Regions from separate parts of the Mus musculus genome. Here region 2 is linked to region 1. A link is a contact called in public HiChIP or PLAC-seq data. All regions are on one chromosome and are shown on one strand. The core of a region is the stretch at or near the end of the contact, and the rest is flanking DNA. Distances in the headings are between cores, read along the strand shown. Region 1 has its middle 17 kb from the start of 2310008N11Rik. Region 2 has its middle 9.6 kb from the start of Eif4ebp1.

What was found. HiChIP or PLAC-seq counts read pairs in DNA pulled down with a chosen protein or histone mark.
Region 2: an H3K27ac HiChIP or PLAC-seq map of extraembryonic endoderm stem cells shows a contact between it and region 1. The contact joins two enhancer-like sites. A contact is called at or near these places in 1 of 39 promoter capture datasets (pre-B cells) and 2 of 115 datasets of contacts at active chromatin or transcription factors (extraembryonic endoderm stem cells and pancreatic cancer cells).

The regions. Positions count from the first base shown.
Region 1 is chr8:26,837,737-26,844,781 of GRCm38.p6, forward strand. No RefSeq gene overlaps it. Among named protein-coding and RNA genes, the nearest start is that of 2310008N11Rik, 17 kb to the left of the region's middle. Within about 2 kb of position 3,630, at least 36 of the 459 cell types and tissues checked have an H3K27ac peak or open chromatin away from gene starts, as enhancers often do. A contact at or near this core is called in extraembryonic endoderm stem cells, where this site is marked.
Region 2 is chr8:27,247,198-27,254,242 of GRCm38.p6, forward strand. No RefSeq gene overlaps it. Among named protein-coding and RNA genes, the nearest start is that of Eif4ebp1, 9.6 kb to the right of the region's middle. Within about 2 kb of position 3,679, at least 36 of the 459 cell types and tissues checked have an H3K27ac peak or open chromatin away from gene starts, as enhancers often do. A contact at or near this core is called in extraembryonic endoderm stem cells, where this site is marked.

The sequences.
Region 1 (7,045 bases), core at 2,380-4,879:
GATCTGATTAACTAGAGCTCCTAAGGAAACAAGAAGAACACCCTCCCAGCAGCCTTCCTCCCAACCCACACCACTCCAAGGGCTTCTGCCATGGAGGCCTCCTGCCTGGCTGTCACTGGGCATCAAAGAAGTCTTGGTCTTCTGTCAACCCATCAATAGACTCCAAATTTTCCAGACCTCTACTCTCATTCTGAACTCCCTACCCAAAGGCAAATCATTACTTCATCAGCAAAGAGTGCCTTCTGCTGAGCATCATGGGAAAGGTGGAAGGGATCTTCCATCCCCGTGAAGCCCTGAGTCCCTACATGACATGATCCAACATCTGGCTGCAGTGTTGCATGTTCTAAATGGGTCTTCTGAAGGTGACTTCCTTCCTTATGGCCCAGGCATCTCTTAAAGCCCCATTCTCTTGAGTTGACAACCCCATGTGTGTCAAGGAGACCTTGACACATTTAGTTACAAAGCCATAAAGAAAAAATCTCAGGATTGGGACAGGCTTCCCAGCCATCTCTCCCACCCTTCCTCAAATCTTCTCTCATCTGCTTCCAGCTCCTCTTGAGGCAAATATATAGTTTCTATTATAACACGCTGTGCCCAGTGAAAGCTCAATAAATATTTATTGATGGTGGTCCCCGTGATGCATTAACAGCCAAAGCTATAAAATTAAAGTTTCACACAAGGAGAGACCCTGGTGAGAAAGAAACTGCTGCATAAAGTTGAAAATTTTTCCATGTGACAAGTGTTCACACAAATATACACAATATGTCAAACTGAAGACCATAGTTCTCTACCCCAGCCCATCCAGAGGCTCAGGAAATGCCCTCCTGAGGATGCTCCTGCTTTATGGATGCCATGGTCTGCTTCTCTGAGGCCCAGCATCTCAGCCGGTCAGGCTCCAGAACTGTCTATCTTCGTTTCCTTGAAGGTACAAGGGCCAACAAAATTCTTGCCATGGGGTGGAAATTAGGAGTGTTAGCATTTTGTTTAGATTCCATCCCACAGTTACCTGGCAACAGTCAGGTGTGCCTGACTCACTATAAAAGGGACTGCTTGCCCCCTCTGCTCTCTCTTGTTCTCCTACTTTCTTGCTCTCTCTCTGCCCTCTTGCCCCTTACCCCTCTCTCCCCCTATTTCCCTCTCCCCCCTCTCTCCAGGTTCTCATGGTCAGCCTCTACTCCTCTACTTTTCTCTTCTCTTCTCTTCTCTTCTCTTCTCTTCTCTTCTCTTCTCTTCTCCCTTCTTCTTCTTCTTCTTCTTCTTCTTCTTCTTCTTCTTCTTCTTCTTCTTCTTCCTCCTCTCTCTCTCTCTCTCTCTCTCTCTCTCTCTCTCTCTCTCCTACACTCTCAACTCCCCCCCCACCATGCCCTGAATATTCTATTCTATACTGTTGTGTAGCTGCTCCCTCAGAGGGACAGGATGCCTAAGCATGGGCCGCTGGAGTCATCCCCTTCCCCCACACTTCCACCAAACATACTCCTTCTCTCTCCCTTATATTTTTATAGACACAACAGGAAGGCTAAGACGAGGTCCAACTTTGGGCTGCTGTGTTGCCTGTTCTCAGTTGGTTTTTAGTCTATGACCAAAACTATGCACGGAAGTAAATCTTTTCCCCTTATATGCTGATTGTCTGGATAATTGTTACAGTACCAGAAAACTGACTGATACAATAATTTACATTTTGAAGCAAAAGCCAGGGAGAGACCCCATAAAAGATAGAGGGAAGAGTCAAGAAGCCTAAGGCCTTATGAATACAGACCAGTGATTACCAATCATCAGACAGTCCCTGGCCATCCCAATGTGTTTATAGCTATGAATATCTATTGCAGGTGTAAGAAACTCCATAGTGCTGTTTTAGAACCACTAGTGTTTCTGCGCATCAGGACGACCTGCTAATCTAACAGTAGTACCAAAAATCGCTTAGCCCCAGTCAGTCTCAGCTCCTCTGACTCCTAGTATAAATTCAACTGGGGTGGGGATGGAAGCATGGCATGATACATCAGGGTAGGGGGATGAAGATGGAGTCCCAGAGTAGATGAGAGGTCAATCAGGAGAGAGCCCTGCAACTCTGGAAACCCAAGGGACGACAGTCCATGAGCTGGTGAGGTTTATGAGCTTAAAGGAAACTCAGCCAGCTCAAATGGAGGAAAAAAAATGGAGATAGCTTTCCAATGGGCTAGCGGCTGCTGATAGCATCAAATGAGTGAGATTATATACGTGTGGCTCACTTCCTGGAAGCCTTGTCCATACCCAAAGACTCTTCCCCTGGAGGAAGCCATTTTGAACCTGGCTTTGTTTAGCCTAAAGTGCTCTAACACACTAGAGATCAAGGATAGCGAAGAAGGCGGGACATAGAACAGAAACACAAAGGAAACAGCCATACCACCCCAAGATGGAGTCTGGAGGAAACATGCTAACCCTGCCCAACCGTTCCCCGCTTTAGCCTTTGAGCCATATACCAAAAGGTCCCTCAAGAAAGCTCAGCTATCAAACAGGTACGGTCTGCCTGTCTTTCCTAGTAAACCCCTGAACTCTAGACTGCCCCGTGTGTTCCAACTCTGGCCCCTGTGTGGTCAGTTCTCAGGAACCTCGTATGCTTGGTGATTGACAAGCAACTTGAGCTAAGAGGACAGAGAGACAATAAATATTTGGTGGCATTGCCTAGTGCCAGGCACTCTTCTGGTTGCTATCCTCCCTCAGGAAGATCACAAAGTGTCCACACACAGAAAGAGAACACCCACAGTCCACTTGGCATGGCTCACTGGCCTCTTCCCAGCCTGACCTGGCTTCTGCAGCTACTGAGTGATGTTCACATTTGTGCTGTATGTTCCTGCCCAGATGGGTGTCTGATCTTGTCCTGGCCAGTTTTTCCACATAAGGGGACCTGGTACACTTTTATAGGAACCCAGTTGTTCCCTGGAGCCAGACTCTAATGCTGCCCAGATGCGGCAAAACAGAAGGGCCATTCACAAACAACCGAAACATCAACACACTTTGAAAGCGGTCTGTTAGCACTTGTCACGAGCACAATAAAAAAAAAAAAAAAAAAAAAAAACCAACACAATGGAACCAACCATCAGAAAGTAGGAGGTATTCAGGCTTTAGGAGCTTGGCTTTCGTGACTTAGAAAAGCAAAGCAAAGGGGCAGAACCAGTTCCCACTTGGGCTGTGGCTTGTTTGCTCTGCTTATCTGAAGTCAGAGCTAACAATGCTCATCAAATCAAAAGACCTCTAAGTTTCTCCTTTGCCACTGGCCCCTGTACAGAGCAGTGTCGCCTTCTGGAACTGGCAGGCGTCAGCATAGGGCTCCTACGACACCTGTCTGACAATGCCACTCTCAACTGTGACCCTTGACCCTAAGAAGAGATCAGATCATTTGCTGGAATAATCTTTTGCAGCTAGGGTGGAGGGCTGGAGACACCTGAGAACAATGGGACCCACTCCCTTCTCTTCTGTCAACTGCCCTATCTGCTGCCAGTTAGCCAGAGCAGGACCAGAGGTTCTGCCTTTCTGCCTGAGGCCTGGCTGCTGACACATGGTCCCAGCCTCTATCACCATCAACCCTACAGACACTAGACGCACAGAGCCTTCAGTCTGCATGGCAGATGCAGAGCAGGTGATATCCTCTTGTGAAACAAGGCCACCTGCGTGCCACATTCACTCAAGGTCATTTCCCCATGTCTCTTTGGCTCAGGCACTGCCTAATTCCCACCATGGGCGCTGTCTCAGCCGTCTATCAAGTTACCTGCGGGTGACTTCAGTAAGCTTAGTCCATTCGGGTGCAGTATGCTTGAATGTTGACTCTAAGTAAAGAAAATAGGAGATTAGCCAAAGGGCTTGAGGACTTGGCATGCTATCCAATGGGAGAGGTAGGGCCCTAAAAGCCCTGCTGGTCAGAGTGGGGACCTGGAGGTTCAAGACATTGGGTTCGGGGGAGGGAGGTTGTTTGGTTGGTTGGTTAGTTGGTTTGGTTTTGGGGTTTTGGTTTGGTTTTGGGGGTGTTTTGCTTTCATCCACACACCCTCGTGTACCCCATTTCTTCATATGTCCCCCAGTTGCCCAGTCTACTGGACCCACTGAGACATGAATGGATCAGGAAACCCTACTGTGTTCTTCTCTCTTGCCTGAAAGAAATGGAGAAGGGAAGCAGATGTCAGAACAAAGGAATGAAATATACGTAAAAAAAGGAACCCTCTGTCTCTGCCTCAGGCCTTAAGACTACCATCCACTCTGCCATAATCCTTCGTGGCATTTGCCCGTGGCATTTGCCAGCTCCTCCTGAATCCAGTTGTTGCCCTGGAACAGGCTGTTACCAGTTCAGCAGTAACGGTAAAACCAAACACCTATAATGTGATCCACTTCCCTTTAACCACTTCAGACATCTCAACAGGTTATACTTGCAGCCAGAAAGCCTCTACTTCCCAAGATGCCTTTCCGTCTACCAAGGACCACCCAGTTCCTGTCTCCCTGAGCCAGGTAGGGATGGAAGAGCAAGCATCCAAGCAGCTTCACCCTAGGACTTTCCACCGAGGCCACCTTCCCAGAAATAAGCCTGTGGTGGTAAAGAAAGGGTTGGGGGAGGGGACACAGAATTTTTACTCAGAGAAAGCTATAGTTCAAATCTTAGCCTGATCATGTACTCGCTGTCTGCTTGCTGAAGGCTAGTTTCTGTAACAGCTGTAAAGACTAAAACTGATCATGGTTAGCAAGACCCAGCTTTGAGACTAACAGATAAATATCAGCTGCTGGGCCAGCAAGATTGCTCTGTGGATAAAGGTACTAGCCACCCAGCCTGAAGACCCGAGTTTGATCCCTGGGATCCACAGAGTAGATGGAGAGAACTCTAGCAAGTTGTTCTCCAACAACCACACATACGCATGCCATATGCACACACACACACACACCACAAATAGATGAATAAAATTCAAACTAAGACCAGTGAGATAGCTCAGCTGGTAAAGGCACTTGCCACCACGTCTGATGAGCTAGCTCTGTCTCTGATACTCACCTAATGAGAGGCTTAAGCCAACTCTTGCAAGTTGTTCTCTGACCCCCATGCAAGGGCTCTCGTGCATAAGTAAGTGTGATTTTTAATTGTTTAAATAAGTAGACAAGGGGGCTGGAGAGATGGCTCAGCAGTTAAGAGCACTGACTGCTCTTCCAAAGGTCTCGAGTTCAAATCCCAGCAACCACATGGTGGCTCACAACCATCCATAATGAGATCTGACACCCTCTTCTGGTGTGTCTGAAGACAGCTACAGTGTACTTACATATAATAAATAAATAAACCTTTAAAAAAATAAGTAGACAAAAAGAAAAAAAATGTATCCACTCCTGCATTCTTCTCACCATCTGCTACAACAGGCAACCAATCAACAGGGCCATATTCATTGGATGCCAATTAAATTGCCCAATATGGTGGGTGTTCAAAGAATAGGCATCAACAAGCCAAGGTCACTACCTTGGGGGAAGGTTCTAGGATGATGGAGATGATGTGGAAAAAATAAATAAATAAGAAAATGCTAAACAGAAACGAACATCAGTATTATTATAAGAAAGCAACTTGTACTTGGCCAGGCTGGGGCTCAGCAGCTTCAAACGACTGCTTACTGGCTCTGTGATCTTGACCCCTGTCAGTCTTGGTTTTGTTTGTTTGTTTGTTTTTTACATTGGGAAAAGGAGAAAAATATTACCTCTCTCATGGATCTGTGGCCAAATTATAATAAATGGCCATCATGTAATGTGGAGGCTATTTCTACCTCATAGAGGTGGGCTACAGATTAAACACATTAATATATATGTGTGTGTGTGTATATATATATATATAAAACCAAGCAGAGCTATATAAATGTTAGCTATTATTGCCTTGGAGAATATAGGCTTCCTGAAGGAAGGACTTGGGGCTGCCTTTACATGCAGTGACACGTTCCCAGAAGAACAGGTGCTGCCCCCACGGTTATCAATATTAGCTGAGTGGGTTAATGAACGAGCTGACACTGAGCAGGAGCAAAAGCCGTTCCAAGAAAGCTTCCTGTAAGAGGTGACATAATGGGTAAATAGGGTTCGTGCTGAGAAGGGGAAGACCCAGGCATGCAGAAGAAATAGGACTGGGGTGGGGGTGGGGGGGTTCCAGGCAAGAAAGAGCATTGAGTGGGACCTGAAACCTTGGGCAGTCCAGGACATGTCAACTAAAACCTGCCAGAGGCAGACTTTCAATCTCCTTCATTTTTCAGTAGCTGATCTTAGTGTGACCAAACACAACCTGGGAAACCTACCCAAGAGACACGAGAGCGTTTGACAAAAACAACCTCTATCAGCCCCTCCCAAAGCCTCCAAGTCGCTGGGCATGATCCAAGCCACAGCACCAAAAATATCATTTTCCCATGAGCCTTCCACCTCTAGAGAATGTCCCATCATCACATGGGTCCCTACCCCATCTGCCTGCAAGACTCCCAGCCCACTCAAGAGTCAGGCAACCATGCCAGTGCCAGTGAACTCTGACCCCATCGATCCCAGCAGGGGCTGGGGGAAGCATTTACAGCTTCAAAGATCCTGGTAAATGTTAGCCAGCAACCTCCTCCCAACCGCCACCTCCCACCTCTTTACCCTCCAGGCCACCAGGGGTCAGAGGCTGGGGTCACACCTGGCCAGGGCCCCCAAATTCCACGGCCTGTCATCCCTTCAGAGTCTGCCCACTGGCTCTTGCTATATACTTTCCCATCCCCAGATGTGGACCCAGAGGCTGGAGAAGAGCTGGCCCGCAGAAACAAGACCCCTGAAAGGGATCCCTTTGGGAATAGGTTCCAGTTCTCACCCTGGAAGAAACGGGGTAGAGACGTTTTCCTGGACCATCAATCCTGCAGGTTTCAGTGACCTTTCCCTGACCCACCCCTGGCCTGCTAAAGGCAGGAAGGCCAGTTAACTTTTACCAGCCTCCCTTGGAGTAGCATGCTAATAGGAGCCCAGAGGGAGTGAGGTTCACAGAAGTGTCACAACCCAAGCAGCACTCAGCCAGGCCACCTCCACCCACCGAGCCACGCCCAAGCTG
Region 2 (7,045 bases), core at 2,429-4,928, 410 kb after region 1:
TTGATTTCTGTATTGACTCAGAGTTGACTACAAACTGGACCTTGGTATTGTTATTTTTACTGCCTAAGTATTTTGTAAACATCTTCTCTGTCCTCTTCTGATTGGTTAAATAAAGGCCTGTTGACCTCCAGCAGAACAGGAGAGGAAAGGCAGGACATCCGGGAAGAGATAGGAACTGTGGGAAGAATTGAGAGGTGTGGATTTGCCAGCCAGATATACAGGAAGTCGGATGGAGACTGAATGAGAGGTGATGGGTCATGTAGCAAACGTGGACTAGTATAAATGGGTTATTAAATTATATGAACTAGTTGGGAACAAGCCTAAGCTATAAGGTCTAAGCTTTCATAAACAATAAAAGGTCTCTGTGCCATTACTGGGAGGTGGTGGGTCAAGACAGTCTGATGATAATGATGGGGACAGACCAGTGCAGAGGAGTGCTGTTTATTTTTGTCAACTTGACACAATTTGAACCAGTGGTTCTCAACCCCTGGGTTGTGACCATTGGAAAATACATTTTTCCTATGGTCTTAGGAACTAAGGCGTTGCTCAATAGCAAAATAACAGCTATGAATTAGCAATAAAAACAAATTTATGGTTGGGGGTTTCTAAGACCATCAGAAATATGTGTTTTCCAATGCTCTCTGCCCACAGCTTGGGAACTGCTGATCTAGGCTATCTGGGAGGAGGGAACTTCAGCTGTAGCGTTGCCTCCATCAGACTGGCCTGTGGGCATGTCTGTGAGGGGGATTTTCTTGGTTGGTGATTAATATGAGGAGTTTCAGGGGATTGTGGGTGGTACTACCTCTGGACAAATGGTAATAGGACGTGTAAGAAAGGTAGCCAAATATGATCTGGAGAGCAAGCCAGAAAACATTCTATTAGCCTCTGCTTCAGTTCCTACTGTTCAGTTCCCGCTGCCAGGGTTCCAGGTTGAGTTCCTGCCCTGTCCTCCTTTATGATGAACTCTAACTTGTAAGAGATGAAGACCCCTTTCTTCCCCAAGTTGCTTTTGGTCAGGGTGTTTAGTCACAGCAACAGAGTCTGGGACAGGGAGGAAGAAAGGGAAGGAGGAAAAGGCTAGCCCTTAGTTTCCCTTTCAAAGGCATGTGCCTGTGACATATGTCCTACCACTAGACCCCACCTCTTTATGGTTTCACAACTTCCCAACAATGGCATAGGCTGGGCACCAAGTCTTTATATGTGGGCCTTTGGAGACTAGTTAAGACTATAGCCAGATGATAACTGAAGAAGAAAAAACATGAAAATATGAAAAGTACAAATATTTCTACTATTTGCAATACCCCCCTAACCCCACAAGCTTGAAGCAGTGGAGACGAGTCACAATCAGCATGTCATTGCAAGAGGATGTTTTAGTCGTTAAAAACCCATTTCTGCTACGATCAGTGTTTAAAAATTCTCATTCCGAGCCGGGCATGGTGGCGCACGCCTTTAATCCCAGCACTCGGGAGGCAGAGGCAGGCGGATTTCTGAGTTCGAGGCCAGCCTGGTCTACAAAGTGAGTTCCAGGACAGCCAGGGCTATACAGAGAAACCTTGTCTCAAAAAACAAACAAACAAACAAACCAAACAAAATAAAAATTCTCATTCCAATAAATAACTTCTGAGATGTTTACCCAAAGACATTCTGTAAATATCTTGAAAGTTATATGAAATAAATTCCTTATCCTAGAGGAGGTTCCTACCCAAGTGGTATTGGTTATTGAAGACAGGTTCTCTGACCCTATGAATACATGGAAATGTGGGCTAATTCTCAACATAATCTGACCCTTATTTTCTGTTTCTTGGTTTTGATTGTGTGTGTGTGTGTGTGTGTGTGTGTGAGAGAGAGAGAGAGAGAGAGAGAGAGAGAGAGAGAGAGACTTAGTCAGTGTTCCATTGTGTTGAAGAGACACCATGAACATTGAAAGCATTTGGTTGGGGGTTGGCTTACTGTTTCAGAGGTTTAGTCCATTATCATCATGGCAGGAAGCATGGCAGCAGGCCAGTATGGTGCTGGAGAGGTAGATAAGAGTTACATCCTGATCTATAGGGTCAGGGAGACACTGGAGCTAGCATGGGCTTTGTCACCTCAAAACTCACTCCCAGTGACACACTTTCTCCATAAAAAGGTCATACTTCCACATTTTAATTCTTTTTAAAGGGTTCCACTCCCTGGTAACTAAGCAGTCAAATATATGATGCTGTGGGGGGGGGGGCATTATTATTCAAACAAGCACATTCCATTCCCTGGTTCCCAGGGGCTTGTAGCCATATCATAATGCAAAAATAGATTCAGTTCAACCTCAAAAATCCTATCTGTAGTCCATCACGGTCCTAGGACTGTTTAAAAGTCCAAAGTTTAAAGTCTCTTTGGAGACTCATGGCAATCTCTTCACTACAACCTCCTGTAAAACCAAAAGGCAGATCACATGCTTCTAACATACAATGACATAGAATATAAAAGGGGGGGGGAGCCTAGTGAGGAAATACTGGACCAAAAGCAAGACCAAACATCAGTTGGGTACACTCAGAACTTCGTATCCATGTCTGATGTCAAAGTACTCTTTAGGTCCCCCACTCCTTCCAGCTTTGTGGAGAGCTGCACACGTCTCTCTCTTCGGCTGGTCCCACTCCCTGTTAGCAGCTCTCCTTGGCAGGTATCCCACGAGTCTGGCATCCTTACCATCTTGGGGTCTCCAGTGAAATCTGGCTCCACCCCCACAGCTTTATGTAATGGCCTTTCTGGGCCTCTATGCAGGGACAGCCTTGGCCTCTGTTTGTACCTCTGTCAGTCTGTACTTCTTTCAGTATCTTCCTGGGCTACGCACCCTGTGGTGAGACCAACAGCTGAGGGATTGTCACCACTTTCTTTTCTTGCATCGATCGCTGCAGGGGAGTGGTTTGGAACAGCTTGGCTCCATTCTTTGCTGACTAGAAGAGACAGCACAAGCCCAAGCTTGCTAGGCTGGAGTTTACTTAGAACGGGACAGATTAGCCCGATATAACCCCAGCACGAATGTGCATGGCCGGGAGCTGAGCTGTTCATCAGAATCCTAGACCTCACTCCCCTGCCTCAGCAAAGCTGAGCTTCCAGTCTGAAAAGCGAGCCAAGTTCCCTCCTCAGCTTCTGGTTTCTCTCGCTTGAATCCTGTTGCGTTTAGGGAGCTTCAGTGATGTTCTGCCACATACCCACTCCCCAAACCCTTGGACCACAGCCACAAACAGGATACGACAGAGTGACAATGCCTACCTTGAGAAACCTATAGGAACATGTTGAAGTATCTTTAACTCACCTGTTCTCTGGAAGATCGTTGCCTTCTGCTAAACTAGGCCTAGTCTTAGAAACTTCTAACCTCCATACAATCTTATCTAGACCTAGAATATTTTCAGCCTTTGAGACTTACTGATAGAGAAACTCACCCCTTCCTAGTTCTTATTGAGCACTGGATAGCTGATTCAACTCAGCTGTCCTGGCTCAAACTCCTCTTCAAGCTGTCTGATTCCGTCTGACCTCTCAGTTTCTTACTGAATTGTTTGGTTTGGTCACAAACTAATTCCAGCAATCTGTTCTAATCTTCTGCTCCTTCTCATTCTCTGGTTTTCTGTCCTCACCCGTGTCTGGCTTGTTCTCTCTCTCTTTCTACAACCTGTCTCTGTAAACTGCCCCTTTCCTCTCTCTTCTTGTGAAAGTTGGGCGTATCCTATTGTAGGGGGCGGTTCTGATGCTTTGGCCCGGGAATTTGCATGTAAATACTGAAGGTCCTGTTCTCCAATTGGTTCTTGATCGAGCAATAACGATGTTGGCAGCCAATGGCTGGGTGGAAAAGGTGCGACTTCCAGGTTCCCATAGGCAGGCTGATAGATGCAGGAAGGGGAAAGAAAATTCACCATGCTTCAGAGGGAGAGAGAGCCACTAGCCATGTGAAATCTTGGGTGGAGTGACTATTGGTTGCTAGCCTGACTGGGCCTGGGGTTGCAGGAGGGAGATCAGAAGTTCAACTAAGCCGAGGGCAGATTTAAAGGTGTTGAGCTAAGACTAAAGGTAACTGAACAGCTAGACTGAGGGCAGATTTAGAGGTGTTAAGCTGGGAGTGAAGGGGAGTAAGGGCCATGGGAAAGTTAGCTGAGGGAGGCTTAGAAGTGCCTGACCATTGAGTTAAAACACATAAAAATGCGTGTCTTTTATCCTCAGATCCACAGGAACCAGGGTGGGGGCTGGTACCTCTGTCTGTCCAGAGCTTAAAGCGAGGTAGTAGAAACTACCTGCTACTTCCTATTCTGTCAAATCTTTATCTGATTTGCCACTTCGTCTGCCACTCAACTAGATGTCACTTTTAAAAAAGAGATATTTTTATTTATAGGAACACACTGTAGCTGTCTTCAACACACACCAGAAAAAGGTATTGGATCCCATTACAGATGGTTGTGAGCCACCATGTGGTTGCTGGGATTTGAACTCAGGACCTCTGGAAGAACAGTCAGTGCTCTAAACGGCTGAGCCATCTCTCCAGCCCTAGATGTCACTTTTGTGTTTTCTTCTACAAATTAACTTTACCTTCATTGGGATTAAAGGTATGTGCTAGAGACGATTAAAGGAGTGTGCTAAGGGCTGAACCACACCACAACTAGACCCCCCCCCCCCCCCAGTCTCAGGGGGTCACAATGTGATCGAATATCCTGCAATAGGAACTTGTTTCCAAAACAGTAAGCTTGGGAGGGAGGGAGCAACCTTGTCAAGACGGCACTGAGGACTCCACAGAGCACCCTCATTATCCGCTAAGCTCCAAGCTCCGGCTGCCTGCAGCCTTTTTTCTCTGCGGGGTTTTCTCCACCACCTCTGCTTTTGTGTTCCGCGGCTCCTCCCCTCTGCCACGCCCCGGGAGGGGGGCTCAGCGCTGGGTTTCGTAGCCCCCAGAACAAAGCTCAGTTGCCCTACTTGCCGAGGAGCACTTTTCTAGTGGCTTGGATTCCTAGCCACGAAGCCCGGGAAAGTGAGGCTTGTGCCTGAGCTGGCACCAGGCTTCTCCTCAAGGGGGACTTCCAGTCAGTGGATGTTTAACTGGGAGTTTTGCATCTGAGTTCGAGAGAGATATTAGCTGATAGTTTTCCTTCCAGTGCCCTCCCAGTCTTGTTTGGCATATGCTAGCTTTGTAGAGTGAACTGGAACATACTCCTGTGCTCTGGAGTAGTTGTACAACATTGCTGTGTCTATATTTTCTTTGAGCTTTCGATAGAATTCTCCAGTGCAAAGCTAGGTATGGTGGCTCATACCTGTTATCCCAGTACTTGGGAATAGAGGGAGGGGGAGGGGGAGGGGGAATTGTTTTACTGCTTGTCTGAGTTCAGCTTGGTCCACATAGTGGGTTTCAGGCCAGCCAGGCATACAGAATGAGACCCTGTCCTGTTTCATCAGAACAAACAGAATTTTCGAGCGTAATCACCAGGGATGCGCGTTTTCTTTGGGGGGAGAGTTATCTATTTTATTTTAATCACAGCTCCCTCGTCCACCAACACTCACAAAGGGCAGTGGCTGAGCCACAGGCTTTGCACTGTAATAGACCCGGGAAGTTATCAGATCCCACATCCCTCTCCATATGTGCAAACTTGAGGCCTGTGGTTGGGGTCTGAGGTCACCGGCTCTTCAGTGGCAGAGATGGGAGGAGCCTATCACTGGGGATGCTAGCCCAGCTCTCGCTGCTGCCCTGCTGCTGAGGTGCGCATGGTAGTGGTTTTAGAAGAAGTGATGTTTAGTTGGTCAGACATTTTTCTTCATCTCTCACTCACTCATCAGAAATAAAAGGCTTGCCCTCATACAACGCCTACCTAGGAAGAGTTCCTGAAGTTGTTTCTAACCCAAGGTGAAAACAGAAAGGGCAGCGGGCAAAGGCAGGTTCTGCTAACTCAGAACCATGAGGCAGGAGGACACAGCTTTGGCAACCAGGTCTGCCAAGGAAGAGGTCACTTTGAAGCTAATTGGCTGGACCACCTCTCTCTGTTAGGCTGCCGGGAGCTGGGATGAGAAACTGGGCCAAAGGAAAACAGAGAAATTAGGACCTCTCCTACTGGTCAATTTATGAGGTAAATTATTTTATTAATTATGAATTATTTCAATAATTTCTATTTTTACGTGTATGTGTGCTTTTCCTGCTTGTATACCTGTGCAAGCAAATATGTATCCTTGGAGGCCAGAAAAGAGTGTTGGATTTCCTGGAACTGGAGTTGAGGATGGTGGTCAGCTTCCATGTGAGTCCTGGGAACTAAGCCCAGATCCTCTATTGAGAATATCAAATGCTTTTTTTTTTTTTTTTTTTTTTTTTGGTTTTCGAGACAGGTTTTTTTCTGTGTAGCCCTGGCTGTCCTGGAACTCACTTTGTAACTCAGAAATCCACCCGCCTCTGCCTCCCAAATGCTGGGATTAAAGGCGTGTGCCACCACGCCCAGCGCTCAAATGCTCTTAATCTCTAACATGTTTTGAGCCCCTGAATTGATTTTATTAAAAAGAAATTTCTTTTGGCTTGGAGTGGTGATACACTCCTGTAATCGGAAGATCTGGAGTCTTGGGCCATCCTCTCTGCTTCAGGAGTTTAAGGCCAGCCTAGGCAGAGGTTAAATAAAGCAAGTGAAACAAAGCAAAAACAAAAGCAAAATACAGGAGAAGCAGGAAGGCACTAGGGGGCGCCCTGGCCCAGTAGCTGCAGGGCTGCAAAGCAACCCCAGGGCCTCCCTCTTTGGATGATGGCCTCTTGGGTTTCTCTTACACTTCCACACTCCACCGTGGCTGAAACAAAACAAAACAAAACAAAACAAAACAAAACAAAACAAAACAACAAAATTTCAGTCAAACCCCTTCCTACCACATCCCCAAACCTTTCTTTTTTTTATTTATTCACAAGCTTTCTCGTGTGTCTGTGCTGACCTCTGACCCAGGAGTTAGGTAGGGATCAGGTTATCTTTGCGAAGTACACAGCCCCCAGCACACTAACACCCTTAATACACGTCTCCTTTTGCCTTATTTTATGCTTCAGATAATGGACATGTCTGAGCTT